Linked DNA regions of Gossypium hirsutum: all the other regions are linked to region 1. Evidence: chromatin contacts called from public Hi-C data. All regions are on one chromosome and are shown on one strand. Each heading gives the region's core, a stretch centred on a gene start, on an enhancer-like site or on the middle of the called end of the contact. The rest is flanking DNA. Distances are from core to core; before and after follow the strand shown. Region 1 holds the start of LOC107894163 (AP2/ERF and B3 domain-containing transcription repressor RAV2). Region 2 holds the start of LOC107922424 (lysine histidine transporter-like 6). Region 3 holds the start of LOC107894165 (transcription factor HHO3).

The links. A called contact is a pair of places that touch in the nucleus more often than the background predicts.
Region 2: a contact with region 1 is called in a Hi-C map of leaf, with 3 times the contacts expected there. The contact joins the promoter of LOC107922424 here to the promoter of LOC107894163 in region 1. A contact is called at or near these places in 10 of 34 Hi-C or Micro-C datasets (callus, fibers, hypocotyl and 3 more).
Region 3: a contact with region 1 is called in a Hi-C map of leaf, with 2.7 times the contacts expected there. The contact joins the promoter of LOC107894165 here to the promoter of LOC107894163 in region 1. A contact is called at or near these places in 3 of 34 Hi-C or Micro-C datasets (all in leaf).

Annotation. Positions count from the first base shown.
Region 1 is chrA13:9,949,253-9,954,160 of Gossypium_hirsutum_v2.1, forward strand. It overlaps LOC107894163 (AP2/ERF and B3 domain-containing transcription repressor RAV2), which reads left to right and starts at 2,055. Exons shown (of 1, transcript XM_016819382.2): 1 at 2,055-4,265. The coding sequence starts at 2,817. The coding sequence ends at 4,034.
Region 2 is chrA13:10,350,316-10,355,223 of Gossypium_hirsutum_v2.1, forward strand. LOC107922424 (lysine histidine transporter-like 6) reads left to right here and starts at 2,380. Exons shown (of 7, transcript XM_041084866.1): 1 at 2,380-2,611; 2 at 2,693-2,832; 3 at 2,929-3,230; 4 at 3,336-3,812; 5 at 3,924-4,015; 6 at 4,128-4,196; 7 at 4,295-4,570. The coding sequence starts at 2,516. The coding sequence ends at 4,393. It overlaps LOC107932400 (a long non-coding RNA gene), which reads right to left. Exons shown (of 2, transcript XR_005907465.1): 2 at 4,608-4,908. It also overlaps the pseudogene LOC107932391.
Region 3 is chrA13:10,218,458-10,223,365 of Gossypium_hirsutum_v2.1, forward strand. It overlaps LOC107894165 (transcription factor HHO3), which reads left to right and starts at 2,744. Exons shown (of 5, transcript XM_016819384.2): 1 at 2,744-3,235; 2 at 3,319-3,542; 3 at 3,632-3,959; 4 at 4,048-4,124; 5 at 4,212-4,718. The coding sequence starts at 3,106. The coding sequence ends at 4,565.

The DNA.
Region 1 (4,908 bases), core at 805-3,304:
ATGTATGCATGTTTTTTGTTGTTGGTTTTTGGGGACAGATTTCAGCTTGACAACTGCAAACCATATACAAATTTGAAGTTTTGAAACCAAAAAATAATACATGGAGTTTTGACCATTAATTTTGCCTTCTCTCCATATTATTATATCTATAATCAGAAATCCGTACAAATATTGTTTAATGAGGACAGATTGGACTATTTTATTTTTCCCTGTTGGCTTGTGCAAATGAAGAAGATGGGATGAATTTCCAATTTGGAAGAGAAAGACTTTTTCTTTTTTTAGGCTACACTAGAATATCAAAATTTAAGTACATTTAATCCCAACAAGAGAGGATAAAAATGTTTCTGCCTTCACCCTTCTAAGACAAACCCCTTAAGTGTTGAAGGGTTTATTGGAGTATAATGATAAAAGAGGATCAACTCTCCATTACCTACTGTCCCTACCTCCCAAATTTGGAATCTTTAATATTATTTGGCAACACTTGACTTGCTTCACCTCTATATTTACATCCTAATTGAATGTTCTATAAAATTAATTTTTTCAAAATTTATAGTTACCGTTTCACCAAATATTTGTTCATCATGGTAGTAATTAATTACCAATTTAAGCTAAAATATATAAAAATAAAATTAATTAAAAATTCCAAAAAATAAATAAAAATTGAGTTTCATCGAAACAAAGATGAGGGGTCATATAACCAAATAAATAACTGAATAAGAAAAAAAATCTCTTCCATCTAAATTACAAGCAATAAATTATAACACAAATAGTAAGAAGGATTAATTTAATGGTTATCCGCAAGAGGATTTGGCAGCCGACGTCCGGCCTAAATTTTATTTGACTTATTGATTTGTAACCTATTTTCATCTCATATCTTATTACACTTTAACTGTCCTTTAATGTTTAAATTATAAGAAAGATATCTGGTGTCAACACTAAGATATGGATATTTTCTCTTTTAGTCCCCACTATATCATATTCTTTTTCTAGTTTCTACCGGAGCCTTATTCTCCAAATAACATTTAATTATTTGGTCAATATGAAGGAGACAACTTCATTCTCATTTCACTCTAATTTAATTATGCAAATTTATTTATATTCATAATTGAAACCAAAAACAGAAGCAGAAAAGGAGGCGAGACGAGAACTTGTGTAATAATGTGATGTAAGGATGAGGGTGGCAGGGGGATGCGTGGATTGGATTGGTGGGCTCCAATCTTATAATTTTATTATGGCTATGTTTAGATAGCATATGTAATTACATTTTCTAAGAAACATATGTGACTGATTCACAAAGTATAATTTTAGTTATAAAATTTTATCTTAATTATTATTAAATTAAAATATAAAAATTAAAAACACATATAGTGAGACTTCAGCCGGAGACTAAGATATTAAAGCTCTAGGATTTTATAACCTTATTGCTAAGTCAAGGCTTCATTAATTTTAAGTATATTTTTAAATTATAGTTAAATTTCTTTTTATAAAATTTATAATCATAATATATATTAATAAAATATTAATTATATAAATAGAATTTAAGTTTTACACTAATATAACTCAACCTTCTCCAGTTAATTTTATTTACAAGATAGTACAGGGGTAAGAGAATTGAAGTTCATGTTAAAATTAATGAATGCATGCATGGGCATCTCGTGAAATTAAGGTGTCTTGTGCATGGAAATTAAATGCCTTGGTATATGTTGGAATTTCCTTGTATTTCGTTATGTACATACAAAATCTGTAAAATATATGAACTTTGAGATATATTTTGATGATATAGCTTCATTTAATTCAGTTATCAGAATATAAAATATAAATCAAGATGAAAAAGTTATACTAATTTTCATTGCAGCATGGGTCAACCTAATTATTCTCCTTTGGCGAAGTCATCTATTCTAAAGTGAAATTATCTCCTATCTTTGGAATTTTGAATTGTTCAACTTTGCCTCACTCCATCGCCCAAACCTTGTCATTTATCTTCTCTTTAAATATTTATCCATTGCTCCATAAATATAGAAGGAATATGAAGACAAAATCCAAGTAAAACATCAAAGTAGGACCCTACCTCAAAACCAAAACCAAAACCAAAGACGCTCCGTTGCTGGGTTTTCCCTAAACAACTTGCAAGTGCTTGCGGGGGTCCTGTCCTCTCCTGTTTCTGCTCATCCTAAGCAACGAGAACTAATCCGTACAAAGACAAACATTACATTTAGATTTAAGCAAATTGAGGTACATATGATATGGGTGGTGCATATGGTTGTATTTTGATTTTGCATTAGCGTATTTTATTCGTAGTGCATGAACAAGGAGGGAAAAGGGGACGTAGAAGAAACAAGGGGAAACCCCACTTGTATGATTGGAGCTGAAAATGTCAATAATGTTTGGTTGGAATTAATAATAATAATAAATCATGTATGAAGAAACTATGAAGGGGAAGAGGAGATGATAACTATGGTGAAGAACCTATAGCCAAAAAGACAAACCAGATGCTTGAAGGGAATCCAATCAAGGAACAACAGTATCAGATATGATTTATTATCAACTATATGTATATATTATTACTAGTTACAGATAATAAATGTTTTAACACAGAAAGGGGAATGGGAAATGGCAATCAGCCATGGTGGTGGTCAGCAAAGGGGGATGAACTAAAACTAATGACACGGTCCACACTCATGTGAACCCCATCAACTTGCTCAGTTCAGGTCCCACCTCACATTCACAGCCCACAACTTTCACGTACTTAATCCTATTCACTCCATTTCCTCTTTTTCCAGGCCACCTCCTTAGTCCTTAGCAATTTCTCTTCCTTTATGAATCTTCCTACCCATATCTCATTCAACACATATATATATATAATATATGCAAGTCGTCACCAATCTAACCTTCAAACAATCCCAACGCACACCTCTATTTTCTTAGTCAAAAAACACACAAACACAAACTACAAGTTAGCACAACAACAAGACCTTACAATCCAAAAGAGAACAAAAATGGATGGAAGCAGTTGCATAGACGATAGCACTACTACTGATTCCATGAACGTATCACCTTTGTCTCCGCTTTGCCAGGTTGGAAGTCGAAACAGCGGTGTGATTTTGGATACCGAAGCAGAATCGAGGAAGCTCCCTTCTTCCAAGTACAAAGGCGTCGTTCCTCAACCCAACGGCCGATGGGGTGCTCAGATATACGAGAAACACCAGCGTGTCTGGCTTGGAACTTTCAATGAAGAAGACGAGGCTGCTAAAGCCTATGACATAGCGGCTCGAAGGTTTCGGGGTCGTGATGCCGTGACCAACTTCAAACAGGTTGAAAAAACCGAGGGAGATGACATGGAAATGGCCTTCTTGGAGTCACATTCCAAGGCTGAAATCGTTGACATGTTGCGTAAGCATACCTACAATGACGAACTGGAGCAGAGTCGGAGGAGCTATGGCTTGGATGGGAATGGGAAACGTGTGATCAAACACAACGTCGGATTTGGTCCTTTTTCGTTTGGCCTTGGGCTGAAACCGCGTGAACAGCTTTTCGAAAAAGCTGTGACCCCAAGCGATGTGGGAAAGTTGAACCGACTCGTAATCCCTAAGCAGCATGCGGAGAAACACTTCCCTTTGCAAACTGGAACTGCTTCTTCCAAAGAAGTTCTGTTAAACTTCGAAGATGTGAGCGGAAAAGTTTGGAGGTTTAGGTATTCATATTGGAACAGTAGCCAAAGTTATGTCCTAACCAAAGGGTGGAGCCGCTTTGTTAAGGAGAAGAACCTTAACGCCGGTGACATTGTTAGCTTTCAGAGATCGACAGGTCCGGAGAAGCAGCTTTACATTGACTGTAAGGCAAGAACCGGATCCGTTTCGGGTTCGCCGAACCCTGCCGTACCGGTTCCATTTGTCAGGCTATTTGGGGTCAACATATTTAATATACCTGGCGGTGGAGGTGAGAGTGTTGGTGGGTGTAATGGGAAAAGAACAAGAGAAATGGAGCTGTTGGAATTAGAATTCAGCAAGAAACAAAGAGTGATTGATGCTTTGTAACATTACCTAATTTTCCTTTTTTCTTTTGTTTTATTTTGTTAATGCTAAAGAGGGTTAGGAAAGGAAAGAATAGTGGGTGTTGTTGCAACTTGCAACTTGTAAAAGTTGAATTGTATATTTCAAGACAGAAAGCAGAAATTAGGTGTAATACTTTAAACCAGTTTTGTCTTGCTTTGAAACTCTTTTACTTCGGATATATGATCTTAAAACTCACCTCATTTGCTTCTTTTATCACTACTTTTTCTCTTCTATCAATCCATAATATTAGGAGTGTTGAAAGAAAAAGGATTCGCTTCCTAAATCTTGTTTCCGATTCATTCCAATACTGAAAATGGTTCATTTATGGCAAACAATACAAAAGCTTTTGACCTTGCTTTTCTACAGAAAAAACTCCATGGGGTTTATGCATGTATTTTCAGATCCATTTCATAATATCATACTAATTAATCACTTAGATATCCACATGACCATGGCATTATTTATATCCCCTTGATAATTATTAATCTGATGAGTTGTACGTGCAAACATGTATATAACAAAAGCATGCATAATGCATGCACTCAAATTAAGAATATTGGGAAGATTTACACTATTAATATTGGTATGAAACAAAGAGATTGTGTTCATGATTTGGTCCGTACGCATACTTGGAGAACATGATTGTTGGATTTCCTAGATCTCTTTCTTTGAAATTCATTAGCACCCCCCCTTCCCAAAAAAAAAAACAATTTAAGTTCAATTGTACGTATTTCAACATCTTGCACATAATTAGCTAGCTAACTGGGATTTTTTTAATGGGCTAGGTCGGCAACACAAAAACAGATAAAAAGGCCTGCAATATTATGGACTGGTCACTCATGTACCCACCAATCAT
Region 2 (4,908 bases), core at 1,130-3,629, 400 kb after region 1:
GCAACTTTCTCAGCAACAACAAATGGTTGGTTCAGGAATGGGTCCTGCTTACGTTCAAGGTCCAGGATGATCACAATTAGTTTCTCAGGGGCAAGTTTCATCACAGGCCCCACCTAATATGCCAGGAGGGGGATTTATGAGTTAAATCAGCAAAACCTTGGAATCTACTGGCCTAATTAGAAATAACTAGTCTTTATCAGTGACTTTAGTGGCTAAGCATGAGGAGAAAGTCATGTAGTATCATCTGGGATGAAGTAATTTTTTTATGTACTGATGATAACGTCTAACATGGTACATTCATAATGTGCCATCATTCATGTGTCTAGAGTAACTAATGAGGTGGGAGGAAGCAAGGGTTTTGCTGATGAATTTCATTGCTTGTATTTCAAAGAGATTAGCTGGTACGGAATTTCGATATAAAAGTTAATTCCTCTTCATCTTATCATGCAAACCTGTGTGAACTAGTTAATAATATAAGGCTAGGCTACATTAATTCATTTTGTATAGGATCCGATTTCGAATGTCATGCAGTAACTAAGCCATAAGTTGTTTTGATTATGGATTTTGGAATACCAACTTTCATGGATTATAGTAGAAATGCTTAGCATCAATCCATGCTCAAGTCTCTAAGACTGATTGATGTTTACTCTTGGCACACCTTGAACATAAAAGTGGTAAAAAAACCATAGCATTCAAGAATTTTTAATCACTACAGCACATCACTGAAAGCTTTATCCCATCCTCTGAGAAGAGAACAGAATTGAAACAGCATACCTTTTGTCTCTCTATATTAATGTTTAAAGTTTAAAAGCCCCCTCCACACAAGGTGGGAAAAAACAAAAGGTCAATGTCCACTGAGGTAGACACTGAATAAGAAGCCAGAAAGCTTAAACTACACATACAATACAAAATTGTTGGAAAGTTACTGCAAGGGATCAGACCAGCCTATATGAAGAAAAAGCAACTTCCCTGTAGATTGAACCATTAGAAAAGATCTAGTCTAGATTCATTTGGATCACTATGATGTCAAAATGACGACAATGTTGAATGAAAGATTAGTGAAAATATTTATGTTATCATTGAAATTTTGTTTGCATTCAGCTTCCGGCCTCCAATGGCAGAGGGGGGGGGGGAGTGGGGACACCTCAAAATAAAGACAGTGACCCGTACCAAACTTTCCCATAAACAAGCAGCCTCCTTGCTTTAATCATTATTTCAGAACCTATGGCCTTAATTTCTACCATAAAGCTACATAGAAAGAAAGTATAATGATTTTGGGATTGATCCAAAGCACCAACCAATAAAACTTCCCGTCATTGGCTTAGGGTCCAAAAGCTCGTAAAAAATGCAGAAAAGCCAACGATGTCCTTTTGCTAAAGTATAGGAAGTTTCTAGTAGGGCTTCGTGTTGCTACTTGCCAGCCATTAAAAAGTCCTTTTATTCCTTAACTTGCATCATGGTGGAGTAGAATAATTCAGTCTCTGTCGCCATAAGTCCAAAGCTGTCACTTCTCATTCCACTTCTCATTCCTTGGGTCTCTAACTTTATTTGTTTTTGTTATGAGATACCTTGTTAAGTTAACCACTTTGATCGGATAAAAAAAACTCCCCATCTGATGTAATTTATTATATGCTTACTACGCAAACCAAACTTTTTATTACCTCCATCATAATTTTATTATCAACTCTCCACGATACGGTGAAATTACATTTTATCATATCTATGACACTATCACCAACCCCAAGTAGTTGGACATGTGTTCAAGGATCCACATCCTCATAAGTCTTTAATAATCTACTTTACATACTAATATTGTGTCAAAATCTTATCAGAACCTTCCATTTTCTTCCAAACTCTCCGGAACCATTGCTAGCAACTCTCTACACACTATATGAACCGCTTCCAACCTCCAACATCACATATTATATCAAAATATACATACTTTTGAGAACAAAAGAAATTAAGAATCAGAGTTTGAAAATTTCTTTCCAATAACAAAAATGCTAGAGCCACTTGCTTATTATCAAAATAGAATTTATTTGGTACTATATGACTGTGGAACTTGCAGATGAATCATATCATTCTATTGTAATCATTTGATAAATTGTGACTCCAGTAAAACCAAGGATCCTGTTAGTTTCCCATTCATATTTTCCCAACTAATTAATTATTTTTGGAGAGTGCTAAATACACATAAATTGTATGCATCGGTTTTTCCTTCAATTTTATTAGGGGCTTTTAAGGGCGTGTAGGAGAGGGTCTTGAGAGATGGAAAAAGATATTCGTTTCAGAAAAGGAAAAGGGTTAAATAAACAATTGCGTTACTTTGTTATAAGATTAAGATGCTGTTTTAACAAGTTGGGATAAAAGGTTTTGAGGGAAATGGCAGAAGAAATATCACAAAAAGAGAAAAAGAGCTAACCAAAGTAAATGGGATGTCATTTTCTTAACTTTATTCCATGAAGCAAAGTAAATCATGTACCACTAACAAGTCCCAAGTCCTCTACTTAAACACATGGTGACGATAACCCAACTCCTTACATTCAGGAGATATCTCAATCTTCCAATTCAATACTTTTTGCAAAGAATGGTTTCAACATCTCCTCCAAAGGTGAGAACATGATGAGTTAGCTTGTATTACCTGGCCAATGGCCAACACTAATTGACTACTTTTCCATTTTGATTCTAACAGGAAGTTCAATCCATCAGGAAATGGGCAGAAGGTGATCCTACTCGCAGAGCCAAATGGTGGTACTCCACTTTTCACACTGTCACGGCCATGATAGGTGCAGGTGTCCTCAGCTTGCCCTATGCCATGGCCTATCTAGGATGGTATGCAATGCTGGAACTTAAAACTCAATTCAACAAAAAGGCTTAGTTGAGACAAGTTGGGAAATTTTTTACTAACCTTCTGTTTTCTGATCTTAGGGGTCCAGGAACAATGGTTCTGGTATTATCATGGTGCATGACCTTGAATACAATGTGGCAGATGATACAACTGCATGAGTGTGTCCCTGGAACTCGATTCGATCGATACATTGACCTCGGGCGATATGCTTTTGGACCGAAACTCGGAGGATGGGTAGTGTTGCCTCAGCAGCTGATTGTTCAAGTTGGATGTGACATTGTGTACATGGTTACAGGAGGGAAATGCCTCAAAAAGTTCATGGAGATTGCCTGCACCAGCTGCACACAGCTCAGGCAGTCCTACTGGATCTTGATTTTTGGTGGTACCCATTTCTTCCTGTCTCAGCTTCCCAATTTCAATTCAGTTGCTGCTGTTTCATTAGCTGCAGCAGTTATGTCTCTGAGTTATTCAACCATAGCCTGGGCAGGTTCCTTGAGTCACGGTCAGATCGATGGTGTGAGCTATGATTATAAGAGCACAAGTCCGACTGACTTCATGTTTCGAGTGTTCAATGCACTAGGCCAAATTTCATTTGCATTTGCTGGTCATGCAGTTGCCCTTGAAATTCAGGCCACAATTCCATCAACCCCAGAAAGGCCTTCGAAAATACCGATGTGGAAAGGTGCACTCGGAGCCTATTTCATAAATGCCATATGCTACTTTCCAGTAGCCATGATAGGATACTGGGCATTCGGTCAAGATGTCGATGATAATGTACTTATGGCACTCAAGAAACCTGCATGGCTCATAGCCTGTGCTAACTTGATGGTGGTTGTTCATGTCATTGGAAGCTACCAGGTTTATGCTATGCCTGTGTTTGACCTGCTGGAGAACATGATGATCAAAAGGCTCAACTTCCCACCAGGGATTGCTCTCAGGCTCATAACTCGATCTACTTATGTAGGTGAGGTTTCCTCTATTTGAACCAACTTTACTTACACGACCGTCCGTAAGTTATAAAATGAGTTAGATATTTTAGTTAATTATAAGAACAATGGATATTGGATGTTTGCAGCATTTACCCTGTTCATAGGAGTCACTTTCCCTTTCTTTGGAGATCTTCTGGGTTTCTTTGGTGGATTTGGCTTTGCTCCCACTTCATATTTTGTAAGCAACACACACACACACACATATAAACATATATAACTGATTTCAATTCAGTATTGCTATCTGCAACTCACTTAAATTTATATCTGTCATCAAAATTTTTGGCTTACAGCTTCCCAGCATAATGTGGTTGGTGATCAAGAAACCAAAAAGGTTCAGCCTCAATTGGTTCATCAATTGGGTAATGGATTTTTCATTACATATATATATATATAAATACATATACGTAAATTTGCTGATAATAATGGGTGTTTTCTTCTATATGTAAATATATTTCAGGGGTGCATATTTGTAGGAGTGTTCATTATGATGGCATCAACAATTGGAGGTTTAAGGAATATCATAGCAGATGCTTCAACATACAGTTTTTATACATGAATGAATGAGCATTGCATGTTGTTTCAGATGGATGTATTAATGTGAATCCACTGATCAAATACTTGCTTTACCTTCAAGCCACTCAATGTCCTAGTGATTTTATATAAATTGAGCAAGTTTTATATATATATAGCATAAAGTGGTTAAAACTTATAAATCCAAAGACAGTTTACCTAATTTATTTTTTTCATTTGAATGTAAACAAAGAAATTGATTGAAGAAAAGGACTGATCATTTACCATTCATCAAAACCCTGGCTGAGACTTTGCAACATTCGTATACACACACTCACTAACATTTCAACTTATCATTGGCTAGCTTTTAGTTTTAGTTTATTTTTTTGGTACATTATCAAGGAAGAGCATTTATGGCAAGGAGAAACTAATGCAAGCTCTCAAAGCACATGTTGCCCATTTCACTGTTTCTCTTCTTAGTATGTGGTTGCCCTCTAGTTTCTGACTAATGGTGACAAATTGGAAGAGATTTTGGACATCTTTGAATGGTGGTTCAAGTTT
Region 3 (4,908 bases), core at 1,494-3,993, 270 kb after region 1:
TTTACAACTTGACCTAGATGTTTAGAGAAATTTCAAAATTTCCAATTGGTAATTTTGTGAAAAATTTTCTAATTCGAAGTGAGCCTACACTCGGCAGACGTGAGCTTGAGGATAGCGGAGAAGACTACTCATTCAAAGCATTCATCCTAAATGAATCGAAAAGGTACAATTTTGATTAAGTGTTAATTACTTTAGATATCACAACCAAATTCTTACTTTTTGGAAATAAATTTAAAACTCTGAATTTTCCTTAAACCTATTTTCCCTGCATTTCCTAAACCCAATATTCCAATAGAAATTGGCAGGATTTTCTCCTTCCCTCAATTCACTCCATGATTTTCTTCTAACCTCAATTCTCTAATTACAAGATTTTTCGAGTCTTGTGACTTGTCGATTAAGATTGCAACCTTATACTTATTGGATTTTTCGAATCTTGTAGTTTGTCGATTTAAGATCGCAACCTTATCGGCTCGTCGATTTAAGATCGCAATCTTATACTTACAAGATATTTTGAATCTTGCAGCTTGTTGATTTAAAATCGAAGCCTTATACTTACAAGATTTTTTGTATCTTACGGCTCGTCAATTTAATATCGCAACCTTATACTTATAAGATTTTTTGAATCTTGCAGCTCTCTGATTTAATATTGCAGCCTTATACTTAAAAGATTTTCTGAATCTTGTGGTTTACTGATTTAATATCGCAACCTTATACTTACAAGATTTTTCATATCTTGCCACTTATCAATTTAAGATCGCATCTTTATACTTACAAGATTATCAGAATCTTGCAGCTCGTCGATGTAAGATCGCAGACTTATACTTACAAGATTTCGAAAATCTTGCAGTTGCAAATTTAGGATCGCAGCATTCTCATAAAGTTGATTTCAATTTTAAAGATGCAAAACCCTCAGAAAAATAACGTAGTTTTTTAGTACAGTTCACATTATTTTTAAAGTGCAATCCGCAGTATTTTTGCAACATCGTTAGCATTATTTTTACAAAACAGTTTACAATATTTTCACAATAAAGTTCGTAATATTTTGCAGTACCAATTGCACTATTTTTAAAGCACAACTCGCTGAAATTTCATTATACTGCTCATCGAATTTTTGATGTACAGCTAGCTCGATATATAGTTTGCCATATTTTCACTATACTACAAGTATTTTCGCCATATAGTTCGCCTTTTTTTGGTTATGCTACTCACCATATACACCATTGTTATCCCCAATGTTAATGCTAAATTAAGTGGCGGTTTTAACATTATGAAAGAAAATAATATCAAAGCCCAAATCAACATTAGTGACACGGTCAAAGAATCGAATATTGCACGCCACTGTTTCACAACAAAGCTTACTCAATAAGTTTTAATTAAAGCTTACATAACAAGCCCTCAATTACACGGGTAAGGTGTGTAAACTTGTTTTAGAAAAGCCACTTTATAACTCTTTTTCAAAAAAGCGGGAGACAAATTTGTTATATAATACCTCACAAACTCGAAATTTGGTCTGCCTGGGTGATCTAGAATCTGACTCAATCAAGGAAAGGATGTTATCTAGCTCACCTTTCTGCTAGATCACCAGTTAGTCACTCCCTAGCTCACCACCTCCCTGTTCTCATAACGGCAAGGATTACAAATCCAAGGAACCCCTTAAGGGATACGTGTCAGGTCTAAGGGGATAACATGTCTTCATGCACGACACCTAGTTATCCCCTAAGACGTTCCATCAAAGAACCATGCCTTACAAATACGAGTAATCCTAAGAGAGGGGAAGGGGGAAAGGAACCATCAACAGAAGTGTAGACAAAATAAATGGTGTCATAATCCTAAGAGAATGGGATGGGGGAAGGAACCATCAACAGAAGTGTAGACAAAAAAAATGGTGTCATAACAATGGTCAAGTTTCTCTATCAATTTGGTGCAATGAAAGGGGTTTTAGCTCTTAATCTTACCAAGAAGGAAGTCAGGTTTTATATACTACACTAACAGAAAGGGAGAGGGACAGAAGAGGGGGAGGAGGCCGGTAGGGGAAGAGGAAAGGAAAAGGGTTATTTTTATTTTTATTTGATATTAATATAATTATTAATATAAAATTTAAATATAATATAATATTTTTAAAAAATATTTATGTAGTTTTATATATTTTAAAAGTTTATAATTTATTTTTTTAATAATATTTTTTATTTTTATATGATTTTTAAAATTTTTTATTATATTTTAAAAATATTTATGTATTTTATATATTTTTTTGAATTTTTTAGGTTTAGGATCAAATTGAGACAATTTATAAATTTTAAGGGTTAATTCTTTAAAATTATGACTAAAATGACATAATATGTAAAAGTTAAAAGCTAAATTTATTATTATACAAAATTTTCAACTATCACGTCACTCGTTAATGCAATTAAGGGAAATGGATAAAAAATCAATCTTAACTAGTTGGATGGTCAATTTAAAAAAAATTCATAATTAGATGACCATTTTAAAAAGATCATAATTGAGTGGCCAAAAAAGAAGATAACCAAAAATTGGGTGACTTGTGGTGAATTTACCCAATTTAGAAAGGGGTGATTGATGATTTTGATCTTATCTGAAAATAAAGAGGAAAGGGCTAAATGATGACGTCACTGCCAACTCACCCCTAAACGACAAAATCGAATCACTTTGGAATATTCATCTCTCTCTAACCAAAAAACCGAAACATGAAAGATTCGTCTTGTTATGCGACGGGCCGACGGCACGACTTTGATGTTTTTTTTTTTGCCCTTTCTCTTTCTTCCATTTTCTCGCTTAATTTCCTTCCTCGATCCATAACGTTATCTTTTATTTTCTCTCTCTAAAGTAAACATTTTTTTTCTTTTTCTTGGTACCAAAGTTTATTCTCCTCATGATTCTGTTTATACTTTATTTCCTTTTAGAAAAAAAAAATATCACAACTAATTCCCTCGACTTAGCATCTCTCATCTTGTTCGGATCTCTCTATGCTCTTTGGTTTGAAACAAACCCTTTCCCCTCACATATATTTATATCATCCACTGTCTCTGAAAATCTCGGTGTGGAAGAAATAAAATTACTTTTTTAAGTAAAGAAAATTTCCTTGCTATGAGAGATATGGATTACGCTCAAAAAATGCGCAAATGCCATGAATATGTGGAAGCTTTAGAAGAGGAACGACGAAAAATCCAAGTCTTTCAACGTGAACTTCCTTTGTGTTTTGAGCTTGTCACCCAAGGTTTGTGCGTTCTCCACTGACCATTCATTTAATTTCTTTTCCTTTTTGCTAAAATTTGTGTTTGGGTGTGTGTTTTTTAATAGCTATTGAGTCATGCAAGAAAGAGATGTACATGCAAGGTCAATCGGAGTGTTCGGAACAGACATCGAGTGACAGTCCTGTTTTGGAAGAATTTATCCCCATCAAAAGAAGCTGTAATTGCTCTGAGGAAGACGATGATGATGATGATGAGAATGTTGCTGCTGCTGATAAAAAGAAATCTGATTGGCTTAGATCTGTTCAGTTATGGAATCCACCCTCCAAAGAGGTAACCTTTTCTTTTCTTTTTTTTGGGGGGGGGGATTTTTTCTTTAATTGCAAAAGAAAATATTTAACAAAATTTGGGTTTTTTTTTAGGATGTGGGTAAAACTGGAAGTGGGGTACAAATGAAGGGAAATGGTGGAGCATTTCAGCCGTTCCATAAAGAAAAAGGTAATGTAGAGAAGAAGAGCGTTGAAGCAGTAGGAAAAGGCAATGCTTCGGCTACAGCAACCACTACTACGAGTGCTTCTACGACAGAAAGTGGGAGCAGAGGAATAGCAGCTGACGATGGAAATACTAATAAAAAAGTAGAGAAAGGGCAGCAGCAGCAGCAGCCGCCTCAGAGAAAGCAAAGGCGGTGTTGGTCGTCGGAGTTGCATAAACGCTTCTTGCATGCTCTTCAGCAACTCGGTGGTTCACATGGTGAGTTTTGTCATTTGCAGTGTGCAATTTATTTCGATTTCTTTGTAGTAGTTGTTGTTGTTTATGTAAATGGAATTTGTTTTTGCAGTGGCTACGCCTAAGCAGATTAGGGAGCTGATGAAGGTTGATGGACTTACAAATGATGAAGTTAAAAGCCATTTACAGGTTTGTAATTGTTCTGTACTGATTTAACTCATTAACTGCTAGATTTAGGGTGGCATATATAGCTAATGATCGGTTTATTTGTTTCAGAAATATAGATTGCACACAAGGAGACCAAGCCCTAGTATCAACAGCAATGGCAACAACCCACAAACACCTCAATTTGTGGTGGTTGGAGGAATATGGGTGCCTCCACAAGAATATGCCTCGGTGGCGACAACCGCAGTAGTATCAGGGGAAACCAGTGTGACTCCAAGTCCGAACAGCGGAGTCTATGCCCCGGTGGCCGTCCCGTTGCCGACGCTAGCTAAACCATCAGTGCAAAGACTGCAACGATCACAATCTGAAGATAGAGGTAGTCATAGTGAAGGGAGAGTTCACTCAAATTCACCATCAACATCTTCCTCTACTCATACTACAACAGATGGGTTCCCTGCGTTTTAGTTATCTTACTGTACATTTTTTTCATTTTTACCTCTAGTAGAAAGTTCTATATGAAAATAACCGAGTTTTTGGCATTTTTTTTACATCTTCTTGCGCTTTGTTCAGTGTATATCATCCTTGTTTAATAAAAGCAAAGCATCCTTTTTGGGTAAATTACTTACTCAAGTTTTTTAAATCTCAATATTTATATATTATGTTAATTTATTCTTAATTTTAAAAAAATTAACTCTCAAATTTACATTTTGTGAAATTTACTTTTTTTTTACCCCTTCACCTAAATTTTTTTTTAAATTTATCAACTAAATTGATCCAAAATATATAAAAAATAGGAATATCCAAAAAT